Regions from separate parts of the Mus musculus genome. Here region 2 is linked to region 1. Evidence: chromatin contacts called from public ChIA-PET data. All regions are on one chromosome and are shown on one strand. The core of a region is the stretch at or near the end of the contact, and the rest is flanking DNA. Distances in the headings are between cores, read along the strand shown. Region 1 has its middle 59 kb from the start of Ubl3. Region 2 has its middle 46 kb from the start of Gm36140.

Evidence for each region. ChIA-PET counts read pairs in DNA pulled down with a chosen protein or histone mark.
Region 2: an RNA polymerase II ChIA-PET map of memory CD8 T cells shows a contact between it and region 1, with 24 read pairs. The contact joins two enhancer-like sites. A contact is called at or near these places in 3 of 484 Hi-C or Micro-C datasets (granulocyte-monocyte progenitors, natural killer cells and pre-pro-B cells) and 2 of 115 datasets of contacts at active chromatin or transcription factors (memory CD8 T cells and regulatory T cells).

What each region holds. Positions count from the first base shown.
Region 1 is chr5:148,490,331-148,498,236 of GRCm38.p6, forward strand. No RefSeq gene overlaps it. Among named protein-coding and RNA genes, the nearest start is that of Ubl3, 59 kb to the right of the region's middle. Within about 2 kb of position 5,106, at least 136 of the 459 cell types and tissues checked have an H3K27ac peak or open chromatin away from gene starts, as enhancers often do. A contact at or near this core is called in memory CD8 T cells, natural killer cells, pre-pro-B cells and 1 more, where this site is marked.
Region 2 is chr5:148,675,695-148,683,600 of GRCm38.p6, forward strand. No RefSeq gene overlaps it. Among named protein-coding and RNA genes, the nearest start is that of Gm36140, 46 kb to the left of the region's middle. Within about 2 kb of position 4,112, at least 50 of the 459 cell types and tissues checked have an H3K27ac peak or open chromatin away from gene starts, as enhancers often do. A contact at or near this core is called in memory CD8 T cells, natural killer cells, pre-pro-B cells and 1 more, where this site is marked.

The sequences.
Region 1 (7,906 bases), core at 3,856-6,355:
AAGGTCGCCATTTGCTTAAACGAATGCATCCCAGTAATAAGTAGGAAGCCGGCAAGCTCAGGGACACAGCTAAATACAAGGGGTCAAGCCCCGCATGGTAAAGTAAATTAACTAAATGAAAAATAACTTCTCTTTAAACTTTATTTGTATAAGCATTTGCCCGTGTTTATGTTGTGTTACAGGTATGTGCACCCTCAGAGGTGAGAGGGGGGCATCATTTGTTCTTCTTTCCCCCTCCCTCCCCCCTCCCTCCCCGCCTTCCTTTGTACTTCTGTCATTGGCTGATGCCCAGCCAATGTCAGGGACCATGCCATTGAGTCTGTGGGACTGTGAACATGGTAAATCTTTTTTCTTTAGAAAGCTGACCTTGCCTAGGCTACTAGAAAAAAAAAAAAAAAAAAAAAAGATGTGATATACCATGAAAAATAAGTTCCTGAGAAATTTGCTACAGAAAAAAAAAGCTTGTAAAATTATAGGATCAACATAATCATGCCCAATTTTCTTACATTTGGGACAAATCTCTCAGCTTTAGAGTGGGGGCCAAGATGTGGCCCAGTTGTGGGAGGCATCCTGAGAGAGGCCACTGGTGAACTTCCCACGGAACTTTGACTGAAGGTCTGGGAAGCCTCTATCTTTGTGTCTTTTGAAGAAAGGGGCGGGGCCTGATTTCACGCAATGACGGAATTATTTTACCAAGTCCATCCATCATCCTGGAGGCTTCAGGAGCCTCTGTCCCTTGGCGCTGACTGGCAGGGTCTCTACTGAGCCCATCGTGGCCTATACTCTGTCCCCTGAGCCTGATCAGCCGCTGCCTTTGGACCTTACCCTCAACTCTTTCTCTGCTCTGTCACCAGTCGGCCTTCGCTGTGGGTAGAAGGGCTCGGTAGACAAACCAGTATCTGAACATATGTAAGCTGTTTATTCCATCCATAAAGCACAGGCCGGCTCTGAGGAGGAGCAGCGGTGTGACAGGAAGGATAACAGCCCCCGTCGGTCATTCAGCGTAAGGGGGACTTGTTCCTAGCAACTGAATAAGCCATTTCACCTGTGTGCAGTCGACCTTGTGGAGAAAAGCGTCTGGACGCAAAGACATCGCTGCAGTTGAAATAACACGCGCTCAAGAACAGTGAGGTTCCTGAGGAGGGGTGGAGCTTTGGCGTCTTGGAATATGTTAACATCGGAAGGATACTGTGCTCCTTGGTCCAACCTTCATGGTTTTTGTTTTTTGGTTTTGTTTGTTTGTTTGTTTGTTTTTTTCGAGACAGGGTTTCTCTGTGTAGCCCTGGCTGTCTCGGAACTCACTTCGTAGACCAGGCTGGCCTCCAACTCAGAAATCCGCCTGCCTCTGCCTCCCGAGTGCTGGGATTAAAGGCATGCGCCACCACGCCCGGCCAACCTTCATGTTTTGAAGCTAAGGAAACCATGGATCACAGCTGGTCAGCAGAAAGGGCAGACATAAGCACCTGCTCCTGACTCTGTGCTGTGTCTCCCGTGTGTACGTGATGACCACGGGTCCTCAGGGAGATTCTGGGGTGGGGGAGGAGATAGCGCTAATTCTGAATTAGAGGGCCTGGTGCAGGTGGGTACCAGACAAGGGAAAGCCAGAGTCTAACTGGGGGCAGGAATGGTGTGAGCATTCCTGAAGCCGGGAGGAGCCTAGACTGAAAAGCATTGGTGGGAAGTGAGAGTTGAGGTCGGATAGTATGCAGGTCAGAGTCGATGATTTGCCTCGAAGTGCCTTTGGAGATTGGTGCCAGGGTCCCTTGTGAACACCACATCAACAGATGCTTAAGAATAAAATGGCTGCATTGAACCTCCATTCTCATGTGTGCTTTAAATTCCCTCTGGGTTACAGTAATACCTAAGACGGGGCAAATGCTGTACAGATAGATGTCAGCCTTGCAACTTATTTAACTCATTCAAACTATTCTGCCTTCCACATGTTAATTACAGTTCCTTCAGTCCTGACCTGCTTCTTGCTCAGCCTCTCTCCTAGCGTCTCTTTTTATTCTCTCCCTATTTCCCAGAATCCTCTCTTGCTGCCAGTGTCCCACCTCCTATTTCCTGCCTCAGCTCATTGGCCATCGGCTTTTTTTATTGACAGATGATGCTTCTAAGAGATTCTACAGTATCACACTGAGGGTCTAGCTGCGGGGTACAGAACTTACCGAGCATCCACAGAGATTTTAATCCCTTCCCTGCAAGGAAATGAATCAAAACAAAAATTATAGATTCTGTACAGACAACAATGTCTCCTTTTTAGTCTGTGGGACGGAGCCCACAGATAGAGAAGGCTTAGCACCAAAACCAGGTGATAAGCCAGCTCCACCACTCAATGGGTTCTCCAGGGAGGGAGCGAGGATTAAGAAGAAGAGAATTAGACAACACCATAGCATGACCCCAGCCTGTTTTGAGGCTGACACGGGTTTATTTTTCTCCAGTCTGCTTTTATACCACTCTAAGTACATGCAAAGAATAAGGTCAGTTCTAGGTCAAGGAACAAACAAGGCAACAAAGTCCAAGATGATCAAGATCTTGAGCCTACATCCTTGTCCTAGCCCAAAGTCAAATTCCTGCCAAATTCCTAGACGCTGTTCCAAGAGCTCTCCACAACCAGGCTCAGTCTATCAAGCATAACTAGAAAGACGTTAGCAGTGTGCATTAGTTATGGAGCAAAGGTTAGACCACCCCTGATCTTTCAGGAAACTCCCTGCACCACACTGGAAAACTGGGTCCCCATCTTGGCCAACGCTCTATGGCAGTCAGCAGGTGCCACATGGAGAAGTCACATGCAAACGAGGAAGTCGCTGCTTTCAAGCCATAAACCACTAGCCTGGCTGAGCAGCAAAATGGAAGCTTCGCACTCAGTTTTGCTTTCTGCACACTTAGCTGTGAGTGGAAATCTCACCCCACCTGGGGCCATCTGTTGGGGAGCCCTGGGTGCATGAGTCAGGAGAACCAAAGCACCCAACCTTCATAGGTGCAGTTATAAGGAACCACCCTCCAGAACCCACTGTATAAAGAGGAAGCTGCTTCTAATTTCTTAGCTAGAGGAGGATCATTTCAGACAGTGACTTTGAAAAATAACTCTTTAGACATGTCCTGTGTGCTACATCTGTCACAAGAGGTCCTACAGGAGTGTGTGAGACTAGCACAGGGTCGAAGCAGAGTCCACAGGCAGAAATCTATTGCCATCAAAATCATTAGAGAAGCAAGGGACTGCGTGGACTGTGAGTATCAGCAGGCTCTTCCCCTTCATCCTGACAAGCAAAATGAGAGATAAATAAAAGGACTTCTCAAAGAAGACTTCCTAGGAGTCAAGGGGCGATATGAGATCTGAGCAGGTGGGGGAGTAGAGGATCGGGAAGATGATAGAAAGGGAAGCTTGAAGGGGCATCCTACCAGAAACGAGTGTAGGAGATCAGCTGAAGGCTGAGGGCAAGCCCACGCGGGGACATTAGCAACATTTCTCCAGCTAGGCAACCATGAACTCAGAATTCGGGAATACCATAGAGATGGTGAAGTCCACAGGTAGAAACTGGGTCTCCTGTCCTCAGATTCCTAAAACCTCTTCCACAACTCCACCCAGGCTGGGTGTCACCTAAATTGTTAGCACTAAGGCTACGTGCAAGGTAATCAGAGACTGGCAGTAGCCAGATGGGGCACTGTGGAAATTAGCATGGTGGTCACAGTGGGAGCACCTGTCCTAGGAGTCAGCCAGACATCTGCCAACATGCCAGAGGGGCTTGAACATCCACATTGGTAGTCAAGAGACAGAACTGGTCTACATGCTCAGATGAATCGGTAAGGGAAATGTAGTGTATTTATTCAATAGAATTTTTATTCAGCCATCTGGAACAGTAACATTACTGGAAAATGGAAGTCATTGCATTGAACATTGAGTAAAGCAGGCCAAACTCAGAAAGACAAATGTGTGTTTTCTCTTACAGGCAAACTCTAGAGGTCAAAACCAGTAAAAGACATGTCTATGGACTTGATCCCAGAGGACAGACACACAGACACACATAGAGAAAAGCTGGGATCGGGTGAGCTTGATTCCTCTCCTGGAGCAGCACCAACAGCCTGGAACCTTCGCACGTATTTTGTACCGCACAGGGGGAGGAGCTAGCTGTTTTGGTGGGAGGGCTCTGTAGAGGGAGGAGCTAGCTGTTTTGGTGGGCGGGCTCTGTAGGAGAGGAGCTAACTGTTTTGGTAGGAGGGCTCTGTAGGTCAGCTCTCTCAGGTTGCAACAATCTGGGAACAGATCCCTACAGCTGTTAGTATTTTTGTTTTGTTCTTTTTTATTTTTTTGCATACTCTTAATGTCTACCCTAAAGAAAGACTTTGCCAGTTTCCATAGATCTGAGGCACTCGCCCTGGTCAATGATACCCATCCCTCAGGGCTTATCTGCCCCTTACATGGTCACTCAGGCCTTTCTTGGTTCCCCAGGAGACATAGAAGTAAAAGGGAGATTTTTTAGAAAGGGGGAAGGGTTGAAGAATATGATCAAAGGACATTATCTGTACGTGCTTTGAATGAGACAGCTCACAATGAAACCTACTGTTTTGTATAATTAATCTATTGCCATCAAAATCATTAGAGAAGCAAGGGATTGCGTGGACTGTGAGTATCAGCAGGCTCTTCCCCTTCATCCTGACAAGCAAAATGAGAGATAAATAAAAGGACTTCTCAAAGAAGACTTCCTAGGAGTCAAGGGGCGATATGAGATCTGAGCAGGTGGGGGAGTAGAGGATCGGGAAGATGATAGAAAGGGAAGCTTGAAGGGGCATCCTACCAGAAACGAGTGTAGGAGATCAGCTGAAGGCTGAGGGCAAGCCCACGCGGGGACATTAGCAACATTTCTCCAGCTAGGCAACAGGGTCCAGGGTCACACCAGCAGGTTTCAGCCACCCCTCCCCCACCCACGCCCATGCCATTTCCTCAAACTCTAGACTACTGTAATCAGGAAGCAAGCATGTAAAGTTGGAAAAAAAAAAAAAAAAGATCAAAGCCCTAGACGTCAGCTGAGAACCCAAGTGCTGACAAAAGAAAGCAGTACGGAAGTGAGAGGAAGTGCAAATGAAGACCATGGGACTGTTCACACACGCAGAGGAGAGACTAGACAGGCACTGAGGAAAGCCCAAGAAGAAAGGGGCGGGGCGTTGACGCAGAGGGCTGGCGAGGGGTCACGGGACTTCCACAAGGGGAGTACCAAAGTCTGGCCTGGTGGGCTCTCTGCTCTTACGGCTCTAGGAACTCCGAGATGGGGTCGGGTGTGGGGTTTGCTTTAGCCCAGGAATGTCTACCTGGCTACCTGGGCAATAGAAGAAGAGAGGAGGAGGACGGGAAGGCGTGTGCATGTGTGTGTGTGCACAAATCTTCCAGATAGAATTCAACCCATAGACTGAAGGTATACCTTGTGTTCTTGGGAATTTTGGTGCTGAAGTTTCTATGCCAAGACAAACTAGGAAATGTCCAGGTATCCAGGAACAAAAAAAAATCAATTGCAACAGAAACAACTCAGACTAGCTTGTGTTCTTTTACAATATCAAAGCTGATAGCTGGGTGTGATGCTGCATACCTTTAATCCCAGCACTCAGTTAGCAGAGGTAAGTGGATCTGAGTTCGAGGCCAGCATGGTTGACAGAGTGAGTTCCAGGGCAGCCAGGGCTACACTGAGGAACCCTGTCTTAAAAAACCCAAACCAAAAATCAAACAACAATCAAAGCCCTTAAACAACAAAGTAATGTCTACAAATCACTGAAGGGAAGGGCTACTGAGGCCGTTACCCCGTCACAAGCTGTCCATGTGATCAGAAGGCATCAGGGAGGAGCTGATGCAGACATATGGGAAGAGCATGTCAGAGCAACCTTACCGACAGAGGGCGGAATCGTCATTTTAAGCAGACCAATAGCCATGCACGGTGGGTCACATTAGTAATCCTAGTACTCAGAGGGCTGAAGCAGGAGGATAACTAGCAGTTCTAGGCAGTCTCAGTAACAGGCCCAGTCTCAGCCCAAACCACCACCATCAATAAAACCATGAAAATGACAAGAAAGACCACAGTGTAAAAAATGATTATTAATGTTTTGTATATATTAATGCTAGCAGTAATTTTTTAACCAGTTTTCCCCCCAAATAATGGTTCAGTGGTTAAAAGCACTGCCTGCTCTTCCAGAGGTCCTGAGTTCAAATCCCAGCAACCACATGGTGGCTCAGAACCATCTGTAATAGAATCTGATACCCTCTTCTGGTGTGTCTGAAAACAGCTACAGTGTACGCATATAAATATAATAAATAAATCTTTTAAAAAAGAGAATAGTTTATTGAACTCACACCCTAATACTGAACATTCCAGACCAGGAAAAAAAAAAAAAAAAAAAAGGTCTCGGTAGCCTAATTGCGGTATTAGTTTGCTCTCAGGGCTGGCTTTTTATAGGAAGAACCAGGTTCAAAAGTTCAAAGGCAAGCAGTGATGCAGTACAATATTTCTGTCTAACTAGACAAAGTATCATCAGCTAACCTTTAAGCTGATTGGTCCTGAGTGAGGTAAAAAGGGTGGTGAATAGAATTTCAGAACATGGAGATAACAGGGGACAAGCGATTCAACCCTAACTTTTTGGCTTACTAGATGCTGGCTCTGGGTCCATTCATTTCTGCCCTCCGTCAGGCTTATTCAAATCACCACAGTGTTGTATGTACTTTATCATATAGAAAATATCAGGGCTAGGGATGTAGCTCAGTTACACAGTGCTCAGCTAGCACATGGAAGATCCTGGACCCAATCCTAGCATTGTCAAAAAGAAATTCCTGAACTGAGAAGAATAAGGATCTGGGGTGGTGGTGGTGAGGCAGCAGAGAAGAAAGAGGGACATTGTGGGAATGGAAATACTGTGACAGACCGGTGTGGGCTGGCCAGGTGACTACCAGCCCCTCAATATGACCAGAGCCTGGAGGGTGTGTGAGCAGAAATAACTGAGAAAGTTGAGGTTGGATAGCTAAGGAGGGACCATGACGTGAGCAACCTTTGAAGCCTTGCCAGTGGTTGCAGCATCTGGAAGGAGGAGGAGGAGGAGGAGGAAGGTTGTGGGGGACAGCATTGGAGGAGGAACCAATCAGGTAAGTCTCTGATGATGTCATACCTCCTCAGCACATTGCCAAGCCTTTAAGTTCTTGATACCTTTGGGTGTATCAGTCACAGTCCCCCAGAGAAACAGAAGGAATGGGATGTGTGCATAGGAAGGGTCTTGTTAGAAGGAACTGATCGATCCCCACAGTCATGGAGGTGGGCAAGCCCAGAGTCTGTAGTGAGAATTTTGGTTTCTTAAAAACAAACAAAAACCAAAAACTGAAACAAAACACTTATTATGTGAATATGCTTTTGCTTTAATCCCAGCTATGGGATAAGAAGCTGCTTAGCAGCAGGTGATTATGATTTGCCTCATGCACTAGCAGGGGCATGATTTTTGCCAGCTACAAATAGTTTGATTCTGGGGACTCTGGAGAGGGTATGAATGGGAAAGCCCTAAGAGGAGCCATGGCAGCTGCTGCTGCCCCTGCTGCTGCCCCTGCTACTGCTGCTGCTGCTGGTGGTGGTTCTTGCTGTTGCACTTGCTATTGCTGGATTGTTGAATACTCTTGAACCCACTGCCCCTAATTAGCAGGAAGTAGTCTATTTTGTTGGCTGAAAGAGGTCTATGACCTTTTCCCCCTGCTAATCTTTCTCTCCTACCTAGTGTTGGGGAGTTGGGAGGGATTAGGATGCAATAAGGTTGGAAAGGTGGCAGATATAAGAACCCAAAAAAGTAGCCCAGAAAATACACCAGCAAAGGTCTGCAGCAGTAGGCTGGGGCCCAGAGAGCTGATAGTGATTGAAGGTCCAAAGGCACACATCTGGGAAGAGCT
Region 2 (7,906 bases), core at 2,862-5,361, 180 kb after region 1:
TTCCAGTTGACCCCCTCCCCAAGCTGACTAAGTCCAGATGAAGGACACCAACAATTACACAAGATGACTCCAGACCTGACTGACGCTCTTGCGCACGCCAGACTTGCCAGCAAGAACGACGCTGCAACAGGATCCTTCTGCACACGTTTATTGGGAGAGACTGATTGCAGAGGCGAAGAGAGACCCCAAGCCCAGAACTGGTGCTGCTTATATAGGCCTAGGAGAGGCGTGTCTCACACCCGGATTGGTTATGCATGGGTTATGCTTACCACCTCATTTGCATGTCTCACATCTGATTGGTTAACATGTCTCTCATCTGATTGGTTAACTTGTCTCTCATCTGATTGGTTAACTTGTCTCTCATCTGATTGGTTAACTTGTCTCTCATCTGATTGGTTAACTCTCAAAACCTCATCTTGGCAAGAAACTTTACTGCCTATGTATGTGTGGTGGCCAGTGGTGGCCAGTGCCACCCTGCAACGGCACATGTGGCTTCCCACATCTCCCCCTTTTGTTTTAATAAAATGAGGCTGGACTAGGCCTGTGCAATTATGTCCATCCACCGTGGCTGCTGTTTTAGGTCGTTCCTCTAATGTCACAGCCTTACCCGTCATAGGGTAACCCTATCGCCACTGGGTCCCGTGTCTTAGGTTGGTCTGTGCATGAGGAAAGTTGCCCGTCTCTGGATACCGCAGTTCTGTGTGACAATAGCTGCTAGATGACCTAGGGCGAACTCTACAAAAGAGGCCAGCCAAAAAATGAATTAGTAGGGAAGTCATGATCACCCTATCGCGTACAATGAGGAAACCTCAGTGATGTGCAAGGGCTGATCAATGATCGTTGAGTCTCTCTCATTCCAGTGCAATGGATCTATAAATCCATGGGGTGCAAGAGCAGAGAACTCAGATGCCGACTAATTCTTGAGCATAGATAACCAAACTTCAGGGGAGGTGCTGTTTTCAATAGCTAAAAGTGCCTAAGTTATAATCACCTTGTCACGTTTTTGTTGGGTTCTGAACTTGCATACCAACCAGAGCATGAACACCAGTCCACAGCATATGGCAGCACCAAACAAAATCACTCCCACCCATTCCTTAAAGTAAGAAAAAGCAGAGGTAAGCCAAGAGGTAAAATTGCCAACAATGACGGGTTCTATTTGAGTTCCATTAAGGCTTAAAATCTGGCATTAGATGTAAAGAATTGAGGAAACACCTGAATGCGTCAACAGCATGGTTTCAGGAACACAGAGCTCTTCAGTTCTCACTAGCGGGAGCACCCCCAGCCACAGGAACATCCACGTCCTCATAGCTCTGCTTGCTTTGAATTGCTCTGGTCAGCCGTTCTGGGACCCACAGCTGTTGTCGGTGATCCTGAGGAAACACACAAACAGACCCTCTTGCCCACGTCAACACTGTCAACACAGGTGAGCAATGATTTCCACGCCCTTATGGCAATCTGATTCACCTACTCAAACACCTGCACTGGATGTCCTGTCTGTTGTTGTGCAAAGCGACCTTGACCAAGCAGCATATCCTTATCCCATGCTGGATTTCCTGCAGCAGAGTTAGACGCTGCCTGTTCATTTGCAAATTCAATAAGGAAGGCTTTCCGATCTAAATACTGCCCAGGTGAAAGGCATGCCTTCACCAAGACTGCCCAATCAGACGGCATCATGCAGTGTCTATTCAAGGTCTCTACCTGAGTCACAGTATAGGAGGCAGTTAAGCCGTACGTCTGCATGGACTCAGCCAAATTCCTGATTACTTTGAAATCTAGAGGCTCATGATATCTCTGCCTTGCTTAGTCGGTGAAAATAGGACATCCCAGCAAGGAGAATCTAACCTCTCTCCAAACCTCCGGACAGAAGGTCTGCCTATAGGTGGCTGCTGAGGAGGCATAGGGAGGGGGCGCAGAAGCTAATTCGCCTTCCTCCTCCGCCTCGGCTCTTTTATTTTGTCCTTTCTGTCCACCTGATAACACTGTGTCTCCTTTCTTTTTCTTTCTTTTTTTTTAAGCCCTTCTCCTCTTCCGACATACTCTCTTGTTGCTCTGTAAGGATTTTCTGACCTGTCTTGACTGCCTCTACACACAGTTTCAAACAGTAACAGAGTCCATATATCAGAACAAACAAGACCAAAACTATCAGACCTACCCACAAAGAGTCAATGGGAGAAAAAAGCATAACTCATGAACCTTAACATGTCCCAAAGCCGGGAACCTTATCGTCTCAATCCTTTCTTTCCTTCTCTTCTCTCTTTCCCTTCTCTCCTTCCTTTCTTTCCTTTCTTTCCTTTCCTTTCCTTTCTTTCCTTTCTTTCCTTTCCTTTCCTTTCCTTTCCTTTCCTTTCCCTTTTCCTTTCCTTCACTATTTCCTTTTCTTTATCACTGATTCCTTCATTTTTCCTCCCTTTTCTTTTCCTTTTTCTTAAAAAAACATATCCCCCTTTAACGCGGGGATCAATTTGGGAGACTTACTGGTACCACCGTTCCTCAGCTGAAGAGTTCTGAATCCACGCCGGATCCTTCTCAGCAGTCTGTTTTACGGGAACACTTTATTAACCGCTCCTTCCCCGTGATGCAGTTCTGAATCCTCCCTGTAGCAGGGGGTCTTCGCTCGTGCCTGAAGATGTTTCTTTTCCCGGATTTTGGCACCACTTCTTGCACGCACCCGACTCACCAGCAAGAATGATGCTGAACAGGATCCTTCTGCACATGTTTATTGGGAGAGACTGATTGCAGAAGCGAAGAGAAACCCCAAGCCCAGAACTGGTGCTGCTTATAAAGACCTAGGAGAGGCGTGTCTCACACACGGATTGGTTATGCATGGGTTATGCTTACCACCTCATTTGCATATCTCACATCTGATTGGTTAACATGTCTCTTATCTGATTGGTTAACTTTTCTCTCATCTGATTGGTTAACTTGTCTCTCATCTGATTGGTTAACTCTCAAAACCTCATCTTGGCAAGAAACTTTACTGCCTATGTATGTGTGGTGGCCAGTGGTGGCCAGCACCACCCTGCAATGGCGCATGTGGCTTCCCACATGACACAAACAGCAGATGTCATAACCACAAGATGTACTTTTAGATATCATACTTCCCCTTGTAGTCACCAAGGAAAATTACCACTGCTCCCCACTGCCCTTCTGCGTAAGGGTTATTTCCCCTTTGATCTTTTTGTATAAAAACTACAAGCTTTGCTGAATACAACGAGGCCTTGACAAGATTCAGATTGGCTCCGTCTCTTTTCTGTGCTTGGCCTCCGTTTCTCTCTCACCCCACCCCCCATTTAGTTTTAGGAGCAGTCCCCTCGAGACCCACGAATAACTGGGCCTGCTGGACGGGTCAATTTTGGGTGCAAATTGTTTATCAGGTATGCGAATCACGAGTATTTTTCTTCCAGGATGTAGCTTTTTGTTTTATTCTCTGAACAGTCTCTTGCACAGCTAAAAATGTTTGATTTTAATGAGACCAACTCTACCCATTCTTTCATGGTTTGTGTTTTTCATCTCAAATAAAATCTACTGTATTTAAAGTTTAAATCTACTTATTTAAAGTTTATAACATGAAGATGGGACAGTATTGATGTCTGTGGCCCACATTACCACCAAGGGCCATGTGGATGTCCATGGTCTGTGCTGCAGCCTGAACCCACGTTGATGTCTATAGGCTGTGCTTCCACCATAGGCCATAATTATACGGGGGACCTTCGAGCTGCCCTCTGTGGCCATGGTAATGTCCGGGTCCTACTGGGTTCTACTGCAGCCAGGGACAGTCTGTGTCAATGTCCGTGACCTGTGTTGTCACTGAAGGCCATGTGGATGTCTGTGGGCTGTGCAGCTGTCATGGGCCATACTGATCTGAGTGGCCACCTGAGGGCCATGGTGAAGCCCACAGTCTGGGCTGCCTCCAAGGGTCTTGTAAGGGTCTGTGGTCCACTGTAATCAGGGGCTGTGTTTGTGGTCTGTGCTGTCACCAGAAACCACGCAGAGGCCCATGATGGTGCTCTAGCTGACTGAAGAGCAAGGAGGTTACTTTCGCTGTGATATCGATGACAGCAGATGCACAGCTGCAAGGAAGGGACATGGAAGGTTTCTGTGACAACCCCATCCTCCTCCTGCCCCCACCCCCAAAGTAACAGCTAGACAGGAAGCCACTGAAGAGAACTCTTATAACAGTGTGACAGAGATGCTGAAGTACTCTCCACAACGGATGGCTTCAGGCAGAGGTGTGGGGGGAGGACTCAGTTCTATTCAAGGGACAGACCACTGGGAGAGTGACCATGCCCCAGTCCAATGAGTATATAAATAACACAAATTGGACTTGTTTCTTTTTTAATTCTTATTTTTATTTTTACTTTTTTTGGCTGGGGGTGGGGTGGGGTGGGGTGAGGTCACAAGTCGGGTCAGACAATAAAAGATTGGGAAGTAAATGTGATCGGGGTACGTGATGTGAAACTCCCAGAGGATCAATAAAAATGTTATGTTCCAAATAAATAAATAAATAAATAAAGTTTGTAACATTCAAGGTCCTCTAGGTTTCCTCCTGTACAGTTGTCATAGTTACCTTCCGCTAGGAGAAAGGGAACCAAAATTGAGGTAACACACATTGATTGGCCTGTGGCCACCGGTTTTTGATCAATTATTGATACAGGACGGTCCAGACCCAGGTAGGTAGTGCCATTCCTGGGTAGGTGGGCCTGAGCTCTACTGGAAAAGCAGCTGAGAGAGTCAGAGGGACGGACTTACATTCAAGCCACAAGCCACGGTGTGGCCTTGGGGCTCACCCCTTTCTTCTCTCCTAAGAGGCGGAGCAGATAAGCATCTATCACTCATTGGCTCCCTGGGGAATCACATGTTAAATGAACCCACCCACCTTTCTGTGGTCTCACCGTTTCCCAGAATCCACTCTCTTCTTGCCAGTGTCCCACCCCCTACTTCCTGCCTCAGCTCATTGGCTATCTTTTTTAATTGACAAGTGATGTGTGTGAGACACTCTCTCTATACCTTTCTCTCTTATTCACCAGTCTATGGGCAGTTCACTCCCGTGAACCTTTGGAGGGTGAAGTGGAAACTTCCTTCTGTCCTTACTGTTCACAGGTCCACATGTTCCAGAACATTCCAATGTTTATGTTAAGCAGGTACAGTTCCCTGTAGCTCAATTGTCTCTAATAGCACTGTTTAAATATATATATATATATATCCATTCTTGTAACATTATCTTTTGTTTTCATGTGCCAGAGCCACACGTACTTAAAAATGTCACAAGCAATCAAAGAGGTAACAAGCAAGCCCGAGATTAAATCTTTCCCCACACAGCTCTGGAAATGCTTTACAAACACAAAATGCCAAATCCGACATGGGTAGACTCTCCTTCATTTTTGTTTCTGTTGAGAGCAATAATTAGCTTGACATTTCTGATGGTAATCTGCTAACAAGTACGAAACTTATTAAGTCTTCAAGCGTGTGTGGCATTTTGACCCAGCCCAAGGATACTGCCTATTTTAGCATCAAGAAAGAACTTCAAGAATATTGAGTGCACTTAGTATTGTACTTATTTGAAAAAAAAAATTAAAGTTAAAATGACCTACACGGTGGTGACTAATGCTTGTGGCGTGGCCTCCTGAGGTCCAACCGTGGTCCAAAACTCTTAGAAATAATAAGTTTTACATTGTCTTAGTTGGCCTTCTATTGCTGTAAAGAGACTCCATGACTATGACTCTTATACAAGAGGGCATTGAACTGGGGCTGGTTGATAGTTTCAGGCTGGTTTGTAGCCAATTGTCATGGCAGGGAGCAAGGCAGCGCACAGGCAGATATGGTGTTGGAGAAGTTGAGAGTTCTGCATGTGCCCACAGGCAGCAGAAGAGAGAGAACCTCTGCGCCTGGCTTGGGGTTCTGAAACCTCAAAGCCCATCCCTCATGACTCACTTCCTCCAACAAGGCCATAGCTCCTACTTCTTTCAAATGGTGTCACCCCTGGGGCCCTCCCCCCAAGCATCTAAGTCTGTGGGCCTACGGGGGCCATTCTTATTCAAACCATCAGAACATTGCATGCCATTCTGACAACATGGTGGAGTCAGACTGCCTGTCCCATTCTTTCTGGGGCACACACCATCTCTGTGCCCAGTACATGTATAAGCTCTCTGCCACAAGTCACACAATAGCTGTCCATGCTACCAGTGGATGGTCAGGGCACCTTAGCGTATCCACTCAAGTAATGCTTATTTTATTGATGGCTCCAAAGCCCAGGCACGGCAATGGTGATGGTTTGCATGTGTCACAGTAACAGCACACAGTGTTTTAAGTCAAAAAGTAGGGCTGGAGAGATGGCTCAGTGGTTAAGAGCACTGACTGCTCTTCTGAAGATCCTGAGTTCAAATCCCAGCATCCACATGGTGGCTCACAACCATCCGTAATGAGATCTAACACCTTCTTTTGGTGCATCTGAAGACAGCTACAGTGTACTTACATATAATACATAAATCTTAAAAAAAAAAAAGTAAGTAGAAAAGTGATTGGTTTGGGCTTAATTAACACACTGACATGGCTTAGATCTGTAGTATGTTAATATCTCACTGAGCTTAAAGTATCAACTTTATTACAGGCATGTATGATGTGGTGGCTCATCATGATTGTTAACTTGATTGGACTGAGAAGTACTTAGATTATTGAAGTATGCCTCTGGGTGTGTCTGTGTGGGTGAGTTCAGAGAGAATTAAGGGGCAGGGGAGACCTGAATGTGGGCAGCACTCAACCATAGGCCAGGGGCTCAACTGCAATGAAGGGGAAACCAGGAAGGAGTCAACTAGTGTAGACCTCTCTCTGCTCTTGGCAACCATGATGGGAGTGGCTCTCCATCATCCCCTGCCACTCGCACCCCCACCCCCATCACAGTGAACTGATACCTCCCAAACTCTGGTCCAAAATAAATTCTTCCTTGGTCTGAAGAGATAGCCCAGTGGTTAGGAACACTGGCTGCTCTTGTACAGGACCTGGTGGCAGCTCACCGCTGTCTACAACTCAGCCCCAGGGGATCTGGTGCCCTCTGCTGGTCTTCATGGGCACCTCACACACACGGTACAGACATGCGTGCAGGTGATCTACACTAAAAATAAAAATTTTCTGAAGTTGTTTTGTTCAGATATCACACACAAACATACACACACATGAGAAAGAAGACAGACAGAGACAGAGAGGGAGAAAGAGGGACCGGGAGAGAGATAGAGAAAGGAGAAAGAGTGAGACGGAGAGAGGGATAGGGAAAAAGAGAGGAAAAGGAGAGAGAGGGACAAAGACACAGAGAGAGAGACAGAGGGAAAGAGAGAGAGATGGAGAGAGGAGAAGGAAAGAGAAATGGAGAAACAGAGAAACAGAGAAACAGAGAGAGGGAGGAGAGGGAAAGGGAAAGGAGAAGGAGGTGAGAGGGAAAGGGGGAGAGAGAGTATATGGTGTTAGTACTGTCTCTGCAGGCCCCTCAGAGCCTTGGAAGGCCCAAGGGAGTTGAAGGCAGAAAGGACCAGAATTTCTGACATGCCCCTGTGGTGTGGGGGGTGGGAGGGATGCTGTGCACATAAGCAAAGGCCGCTGGGCTTTCCCAGTTCTGCACTCTCCGTGGGAGCAGAGCTGGGGACACTGTGACCACAAACAACTGAACACGCATTGATGTGGATGGCCAATGTCTCCCTGTCTACCAGAGGTCTAAACACCCTCTGTCAGATGGGCGTGGTGGTCAATGCCTATAACCCCAGCACTTGGAGGAGCACAAGCCAGGGGCTAGCCTGAGCCACATAACAAGGCTCCATCTGAGAATAAACACAAATACACAATGTGATATGATATCGCACTGCCTCCTGTTTCTCCTGTCCCCACTGGTTCTCAGAGCTAGCCTTTTCTGTAGTGTTTG